2 separate regions of the Drosophila melanogaster genome follow, and region 2 is linked to region 1. Evidence: chromatin contacts called from public Hi-C data. All regions are on one chromosome and are shown on one strand. Each heading gives the region's core, a stretch centred on a gene start, on an enhancer-like site or on the middle of the called end of the contact. The rest is flanking DNA. Distances are from core to core; before and after follow the strand shown. Region 1 has its middle 19 kb from the start of CG3795. Region 2 holds the start of CG14810.

The links. Hi-C and Micro-C count contacts between places; a contact is called where the count stands out from the background.
Region 2: a Hi-C map of the Kc167 cell line shows a contact between it and region 1, with 2.2 times the contacts expected there. The contact joins the promoter of CG14810 here to the enhancer-like site in region 1. A contact is called at or near these places in 16 of 107 Hi-C or Micro-C datasets (the Kc167 cell line, the OSC cell line, the S2 cell line and 4 more).

What each region holds. Positions count from the first base shown.
Region 1 is chrX:1,727,611-1,731,736 of dm6, forward strand. No RefSeq gene overlaps it. Among named protein-coding and RNA genes, the nearest start is that of CG3795, 19 kb to the left of the region's middle. Within about 2 kb of position 1,426, at least 4 of the 39 cell types and tissues checked have an H3K27ac peak or open chromatin away from gene starts, as enhancers often do. A contact at or near this core is called in the Kc167 cell line, where this site is marked.
Region 2 is chrX:1,818,476-1,822,476 of dm6, forward strand. It overlaps CG14810, which reads right to left and starts at 1,866. Exons shown (of 3, transcript NM_130585.2): 1 at 1,832-1,866; 2 at 1,708-1,765; 3 at 1,020-1,646. The coding sequence starts at 1,737. The coding sequence ends at 1,068. The region is part of intron 2 of prage (prage,); the gene reads left to right. CG14811 reads right to left here and starts at 3,906. Exons shown (of 2, transcript NM_130586.2): 1 at 3,761-3,906; 2 at 2,994-3,696. The coding sequence starts at 3,802. The coding sequence ends at 3,025.

The DNA.
Region 1 (4,126 bases), core at 176-2,675:
GCAACCAGATGCCTGTTCCTGAGACTACCAAGACTGCAAGTGACTAAGCAGCGGGCAGGAAGCATTGAGATGTTTAACGGAAATCGAAAAGCAGCCAGACCCAACACCACTCCAACTCCGGTCCTCGCATCCGTCTCCGTCTCCTTCTCCTTCTCCGTCGCCATCTCCGTACCCGACTTTGCCGCCAACTCCGGCGTATTGAGCTGTGGACGCTAAAGAAATTGCCAACAAATCTTTCAGGGCAAAACAAAGAGGCGGAGGGCAAAGGGCAATCATCGGGGAATCAAATTGGGATGTAAACACGTAGATAATGTGCTCATACGTTTCACTATACGCACACAGTGGTCCCGATTCCGGATTCCGGATGCCGGGTGTCGGGTGTCGGGTGCCGGGTGCCGGGTGCCGGGTTCCATACCCCCAGCTCTTCCACGGCGTGATCTAACCCACGTAAGTGGCTGTCTGTCGATGGGCGGCGACCTTTTGCCGTTTCGATTGGGTTGGGTGAATGGGTGAATGGGTCGATGGGCGGATTGGAACCCCCACTCCTGCCCTCCACCCATCATCATTATTATATTCCTTCGGCGTGCTGTCAAGCTCGTTCTTTCAGTTGTGTTTGCGTGTTTGCGAGCTGTGCGGCTTAGATTGCCAGGACGTTGGGGCATTGGTTCGATTGGCATTGGTGCTTCTGTTTCTGTTGCTGTTTTCGTGCTGTTTGTCTTTCCCGTGCTGTCATGTTTGTGGTTCCTAAAAATTGGACACTTAAATGCTCTGCTCGCATGGCCCATGTTTATTCGCCCGCCTGTTTGCCATGTTTGCCAGCCAACTGACAATTTTATTTGCTGTCAATTGATACAACGAGCTGTTGGTCTTGGGTTAGGAAAGTCAAGTAGATGGCCCCAGGATCTCCTGGATTTCCAGGAATTCCAGGACTTCGATCCGAAGAGTGAGCTGTGCGTGCTTGGTCTCTATGTCCTCTATCCTCTCCATCCTCCGCCAAAAGTTAGCAACGCCGACTAGTTAGCCATTAATTGCTGCAATTGGCCGACGATTTAATTTGCAATAAAATTATTATACCGAAATATGCATAAATTGTATCGGCGACTGGCAATTATTTATTTATATTCAACATGCGCAAATAAACAGATATTTTCGCCTGTAAATTCAATGGACAAATAAGCGTCGACAGCCAAAACAAAAGCAAAGCAGCAAATGCATCGACGACAGCACCGACCATAATGGTATGCCATGGCAGAAGCAATTTATGCCCGGCATAGGACAACTTTGAAACATCTGCATGTACATATGTACATATCTATGTATGTATGTATGTATGTGGCACTGTGCTTCTGTGTTTCTCTATTTCCGTGTTCGTGCCTCAGAGTCCATTAATTGTTATGGCACCGAGTCCAGTGCCGAGCTCCTCCCGATGGGTTGTGAGTGCTCCTAGTGTCTGACTACTCCATTCGGGACTCCAAAGCACGTCCATAAATAGCATATATGTATAAATCGAGGAGTTTCACTTGCCAGCTCTAATACTCATATGCAGTACATATGGACAGTGTAAGGCGGCACTCCAGTATTCGATATTTCTCCTTGGTTCTGCCTAAAATGGCAAACGTCTTACGGGGGGCGTTGGGGGAAACACGGCTAACGATAAACAGTCAGACGTAAAGAGTGAATGGGATGTGGGAGCACGCACTGGTTAGATCCCTCTGAACGTATAATTTACAAAGTAAATTTTAATTAAAAATCCTCATGCAATCCTCAGCTATTTTAATTGAAGCCAAATGACGTCACAGCATATTTTTCGACTGTCGGTTATCCAGGGGATGGATGGCCAGGAGACTGGGTCCTCGCCGTCGGTAATTAAGCGTGCCAGCGAACTTGACTCGCAATCGGAGATAACGCGCCCAGGCCACGCCAAAGAGTTCATAAAAATGGGCATGGGGATGGGGTTGAGTACTCCTTCCAAGGAGTATTGTTGGCGAGGAAGGGTTTTCCGGAGTGCCGTCCTCCGTCAAGTTGTGACAGTCTGGGGGTCCAGAAGAGCGGAGGCAAAACAAGTTGGCGCGCTTTGTGCGAATTCTTGGGAAACAAATTAAACGCGTTTTAAGACTTGACGGCGATCCGGCAGTCACGTCATTACGCTCCCATCATTCCACTCCATTGCCTCCCATCTCATCTCAACCAATCTCATCTCATAAATGAGTCAAGTTGTCAGCAGATGATCCGTCCATTGAAGGGGGGCAATGATGGTGCAGAAGCTAGCAGTTGCAGCTGGAGCTGGAGCTGGAGCAGGAGCTCAAAGCCCATCCGCTGACCCGCTGGTCATGCTGTTTTGCAACTGCAAAGTTTGCCGTAACATTGGACACAATTATGTGTTATCTAGCTAACCCCATAAGCATTGCTTATGACCCTTATCGCTGGTCCAGCGCGCTAGTTGACACACCAAAGTCCCCGAAATCACGGAGCCGGAGTTCAGTGGAGCGTGCAGCTCGTGTGCCGCGTGGTGGCGTCGATAAGATCGGAAACTACAAGGAACTTCTGACCGAGGCGTCGGTTAATTTGAACGTTTGTGTGGCAAATTATTCGCCATTCGCATGGGGACAAGCAAAAGTTATGTACTGTGTAGCATGTATTGTGCTGGGGCGAAAGCCGATTAGCAGGGCGTCCTGCACTAATGACCACCGGTTTTATGTTTTCAATTAAGTGATAACAGGGCTCCAGTGCCAAGACGGGACGCAGAGACACAATCCGTGGCCAGTCATGGCGCAGGCCTCATTGGGCACTATAACATTCTATTGCTCGATGCGATTCTTTACTTTTAGCCGCAATGGGGCGTATACTTGATGCGATTGCAGCTGCTGCTGCTGGCGAGGATGCCCTTCCTTCCCTGCCACGACCTCCGCTTGGATGACTGTTGCTTGACTTGACCCATGAACACAACGCCTGTCGACTGTTTATGGGACTGGCGGCTGCTTTGTTTAAACTTGTGTGCACGAAACTTTAAAACAACAATAACAACGGCAATGCCAAAATGCCATCATTACCAAGCGACAAAAGTTTGTCCTTTCGCCAGTGGTGGTGCTGCTGCCCCTGCTACCCCTGCTACCCCTGCAGCTCCTGCTGCTGCTCCTCCGCCTCCCTGATCCTTTTGGGCTGTGCCAGGAACAGCCGCAGTAACGCCATCCCCCCTGCCTTCCCAGCCATGCAAAGTGCTTCTTGGCCCGGCCGTGTAGGCAAATGAAGTGAACGGTTCTGGTTCTGCCACTGCCACAGCTAAAAAATAAAATACGTAATAAAGGGAAAGGAAAAGAAAACAAACGCTCTTGCCGAGAAAACTGGTAACTGCAAACCGGCAACTGAGTACTGGGAGCTGGAATCTGGGTACTGGGAACCGAGAACAACAAACAAAAGCCGGGCAGGGCACCCGCACACCAGGAAAGTTTTCGCCATTCAGCGAGGAGCCCATACGCCCCATACGCCCAGCGAAAGCCCATTCTACAACTACGGCGAAGACTGAGACTGTGCCGCTGACAATAGAAATGCGTTCGGAAAAGTTTATTTTATTTTGTTTTATACTATTTGTGTGTGCCATTTTTGGGGCGACGCACGAGTTTTTCATTTGATTTCCGCTTGCCACACTTTTTGCAACGCCCCTCACTATCCGCCCCGCGTCACCTCTGCCGCGCGAGTCACAAACAGAAACGGAGACAGGACCAGTTTTGCCTCGGAATCCGGACCAGATTCAAGACCAGGACGGGATCGGGGACCGGTTCGGTCAGCAGAGGCTAAAGAGCGTATGTTTGTTCACAAAAGGATTAAGTTGGGTCTGCACACAACACCGCAGTGGAGCACGATCATCTACTCCCATCCGCCTCTTCGCTGCTGAGAGGAGTTCGAGCTGAATGGCGAAATGGCTTCATTTGCGCCCATGGTAATGATATGGTGGTGATATGGTAAGCCCACATTTTGTCGCGCCACCAGGGTGTTTTAAACACGTATTTGTGCTCCTAGGCTACACTGTTCCCAATTGCAAATGGCTAAAATATTTTAAAAGTAATATAAACTACAAACGAGAGTAGTGCTAATGTAAGAAATTTCACTATTGTCACCAACAGGAGTC
Region 2 (4,001 bases), core at 616-3,115, 91 kb after region 1:
GATAATAAGATAATGACAACGTGTGATCGGTAAAATTACCATATAATAGTTATAATAATATAATATAATATTATATATATATATTATATAATATATTATATAACATAATAGTTATAATAATATAATAGTTACACCTCTAGTTTTAAAAATTGTAGTTAAAACGCGAAATTTCATTCAATCAATTTCAATCAATAGATTCTGGGGAATAAAATGAGAAACAAATTAAAAAGTTTTCGAAGGTGTGGGCGTGACCGGTTTGGCGGCTTTAGGGCGTTAGAGTGGGCGTGGCAGTTTTGTGCAGTTTGTAGGCATTAGAGAGGGCGTGGCAACATAGGTCAACAAACTAGCCTCTAGAATTTGTATGCTGAATCTTAACCTTCTAGCTTTTATAGTTTTTAAGATCTCTACGTTTATAGGGACAGACAGACATGGCTAGATCGACTCGGCTATTGATCCTGATCAAGAATATATATACTTTATATAGTCGGAAATACTTCCTTCTGCCTGTTACATACTTATCAACGAATCTAGTATACGCGTCTTTTGTTTTTCTTGTTTTTTTTTATTCTATTCATGGTATAGACCTAACTAAGCTAAGCACAACAAACTAGTTTAAACAACGTGAGCTTTAAATGCCCATTAAGAAAGAAGCAAATACTCAACCCTGGTGCGGAACCTTGCTAAAAGCTACACCATACTTTTGTGCCAGACTATGAGGCCCTAAAATTGCGTTGATTGGAAATTTTTGTAATCGAAACAAGCGAGCAGTGAAACCCTTATTAAAAATTACATGACAATTTCACAGAATATAAAGCCAATAGATAAATTAATTGCAAACAGCCATCCATGTGGATAATTGCGTCATGTTCGAGGTTCGTGCTATAAGACCGCATTTTCCGATATTGGTTCAACCTGAACAGAAGCACCTCTACGTGATCATGAGTCATACGAGCCGATCCGAGTTGTAGATAACCATATACCCAATTGCATAAGTCGCCCCAATGAGTCAATGAATAGTTATAATAGTCGTAGCGCTCAGCTAGCTTGATTTATTAGTCCTTGCATTTCTAGAAGGTAAAGCCGAAATTTTTGGGCGGCTTCGGGATGGCGCCTTTCGAGGTCGATGTAGCTGGGTTGATGGAGCCACTGGTCATATTTAGATCCTGTACTTCATCCTCCTCCTCCTTCGCCATCATCATCTCATCATCCTCCTCCTTCGCCATCATCATCTCATCATCCTCCTCCTCCTCATCATCATCATCCATCAGCACGGACATATCAAAATTGGACTCAATTGGGAGGTTAATTGAGTTGCGGCGGACAAGCGAGCAGCGACGGTTGGGAGCTGGCTTTGGTGGATCATCCGGGAACTCATTGGTGAAAGAATAACGACGACGCGGTTGCACAGCCTGTTTTTTCAACGACATGCCGGCCAATTCACGGGTCAGGTCCTCTGCGACACGATGGACGCGGCTGAATCGCGAAACGGATACAGTCTTCTTTTTCACCCCATTGGTCAAGCCCCCTGCGGCACGATCGGTGCGGATGAATCGTGAAAAGGTCGTAGTCTTCTTTTTCATCCCATTGGACTTGGCAAAACTTGGCACGGGAGAACTCATCATCGTCGATTCGAATCTCTTGTTCTTCTTCAAGGGAATACAATTATAGGCAAAACGCGAAATACCAATATTACACTCTTGAACATACCGAAATGGATGCCGGTAGATTCTTTTCCATCTTTGGCTTAATTATGACTTAGCGCAGTCTTGATTATTTAAGTAACGAACAAAAACAATTAGTCGAATATAGAGCTATATAGTATAGAACTCACTGGTCGTCGTCCTCAATCGTAATGACCTATCCTTTTGGCTCAGAAAAACAAGTTGACTATCACGTTGAAGTTTCTGGAGCAGAGTTCTTAGAATTTAAATTTGCCCTTTACTAATGGCTCCACTGTTATCGATAGGGTGGCAACCCTACTTGATAGATTATTAGAGATGTGCTTCTTATTGTTTCCTAGTCAGAAGTTCAAGATTTTAAGATCATTTCATATCGTTTATATTGTTTCGTGTTTTCAAGGCTTTGTCACTTTGTATTGTAATTCATCAGGGACTCTTCTCTAACCAATTGAACGAACGCCTTTGCCAGCGAATCGCGAACAGTTGAGATCTCAAGCTAAAAGGTTGAGATTCAGCATACAAATTCTAGAGACAAGGACGCAGCACAAGTTTGTTGACTTTACTTGCCACGTCCACTCTAATTTTGAACCAATTATCGAAAATTTTCATTTTCTTAAAAATTTCTATTGATTTGCCAAAAAACTTTTTGCTACGCCCACTATAACGCCCTAAAGCTGCCAAATCGGTCACGCCCACACTTTGGAACAATTTTCAAATTTTTCCTGATTTTATTACCCAATATCTATCCCAGAAAAATGATTAAATTTCGCAATCGCATTCACACTAGCTAAGTAACGGGCTTTCTTGTTTTGAATTGGCTTTCTTAAAAATAGAAATTCAAAATGTAACAACAAGGCAAACCTTGCCTTCATTCATACAAAAGTCTTAACTAATTGAATAGCTATAGACCAATGTGGGGGTAATATCAATTCTGAAAGCTTTGGTGAAATCCTCAGCGCGTGTTCAACCAGTGAAGGCAACCTCTGCGGGCTTTAATGCCTCAATTGTTTTATTCATGGTATAGTCTTAACTAAGCTAAGCACAGAAAACTAGTTTAAACAACGTAAGCTTTAAATGCCCATCAAGAATGGAGCAAACCGTGAAGCGTGGTACAGAACCCTGTAAAAGCTACACCATACTTTCGTGCCACACTATGAAGCGCTAAAATTGCGTTGATTTGAAATTTCTGCAATCGAAGCAAGCGAGCAGTGAAACCCTTATTAAAAATGACATGACAATTGCGACATAAGTTGCCCCACTGCGTCAATGAATCCCTAAGCCCGATCCCGACCAAGTTATAATAGTCGTTGCGCCCAGTTAGGTAGATTTATTAGTCACAGCATTTCTAGAAGGTTAAGGCGAACTTCTTGGGCTGCTTCGGGATTGCGCCTTTCGAGGTCGATGTAGCTGGCTTGGTGGAGCCGCTGTTCTCATTTAGATCCTTCACTTCATCCTCCTCCTTCTCCTCCTCCATCAGCACGGGCATAGCAAAATTGGACCCAATTGGGAGGTTAATCGAGTTGCGGCGGACAAGCGAGTAGCGGCGTTTGGGAGCTGGCTTCGGTTGATCATCCGGGAACTCGTTGGTGATAGAAATACGACGAGGCGGTTGCATCGACCGCGAGGTGGGGTTACAAGCTTGGGAGAAATGACCCTTCAACCAGAGGCTCTTGATTTCGGCATAGGTCTGGTAGTGGCCCACCGCAGTTGGCTGGGGCAGATGGGGATAGTAATGCAGGTTGCTGGCAAAAAACTGCTCATTCGAGGTGGAAGCCACAGGCTGTTTTGGTTTTAAGGACACGCTGGCCAATTGACGGGTTAGGTCCTCTTCGGCGCGAGCGGTGCGGTCGAATCGCGAAAAGAACACAGTCTTCTTTTGCACCGCATTGGTCGGTCCGTCTGCGACACGTTCGGTGCGGATGAAACGTGAATAGGTCACAGTCTTCTTTTTAGTCCCATTGGACTTGGCAAAACTTTGCTCGGAAGAACTCATCATCGTCGATTCGAATCTCTTGTTCTTGTTCAAGGGAATACAATTTTAAGCAAGACGCAACATACCAATATTACACTCTTGAACATACCCAAATGGATGCCTGTATATTCGTTTCCATTATTGGCTTCATTATGACTTGGCGCAGTCTTGATTATTTAAGTAACGAAAAACACAATTTGCCGATTATAGAGCTATATGGTATAGAACTAACTGGTCGTCGTCCTCAATCGTAATGACTTATCCTTTTGGCTCAGAAAAACAAGTTGACTATCACGTTGAAGTTTCTGGAGCAGAGTTCTTAACAGAAGTGGCCATCACTACTGGCTCCT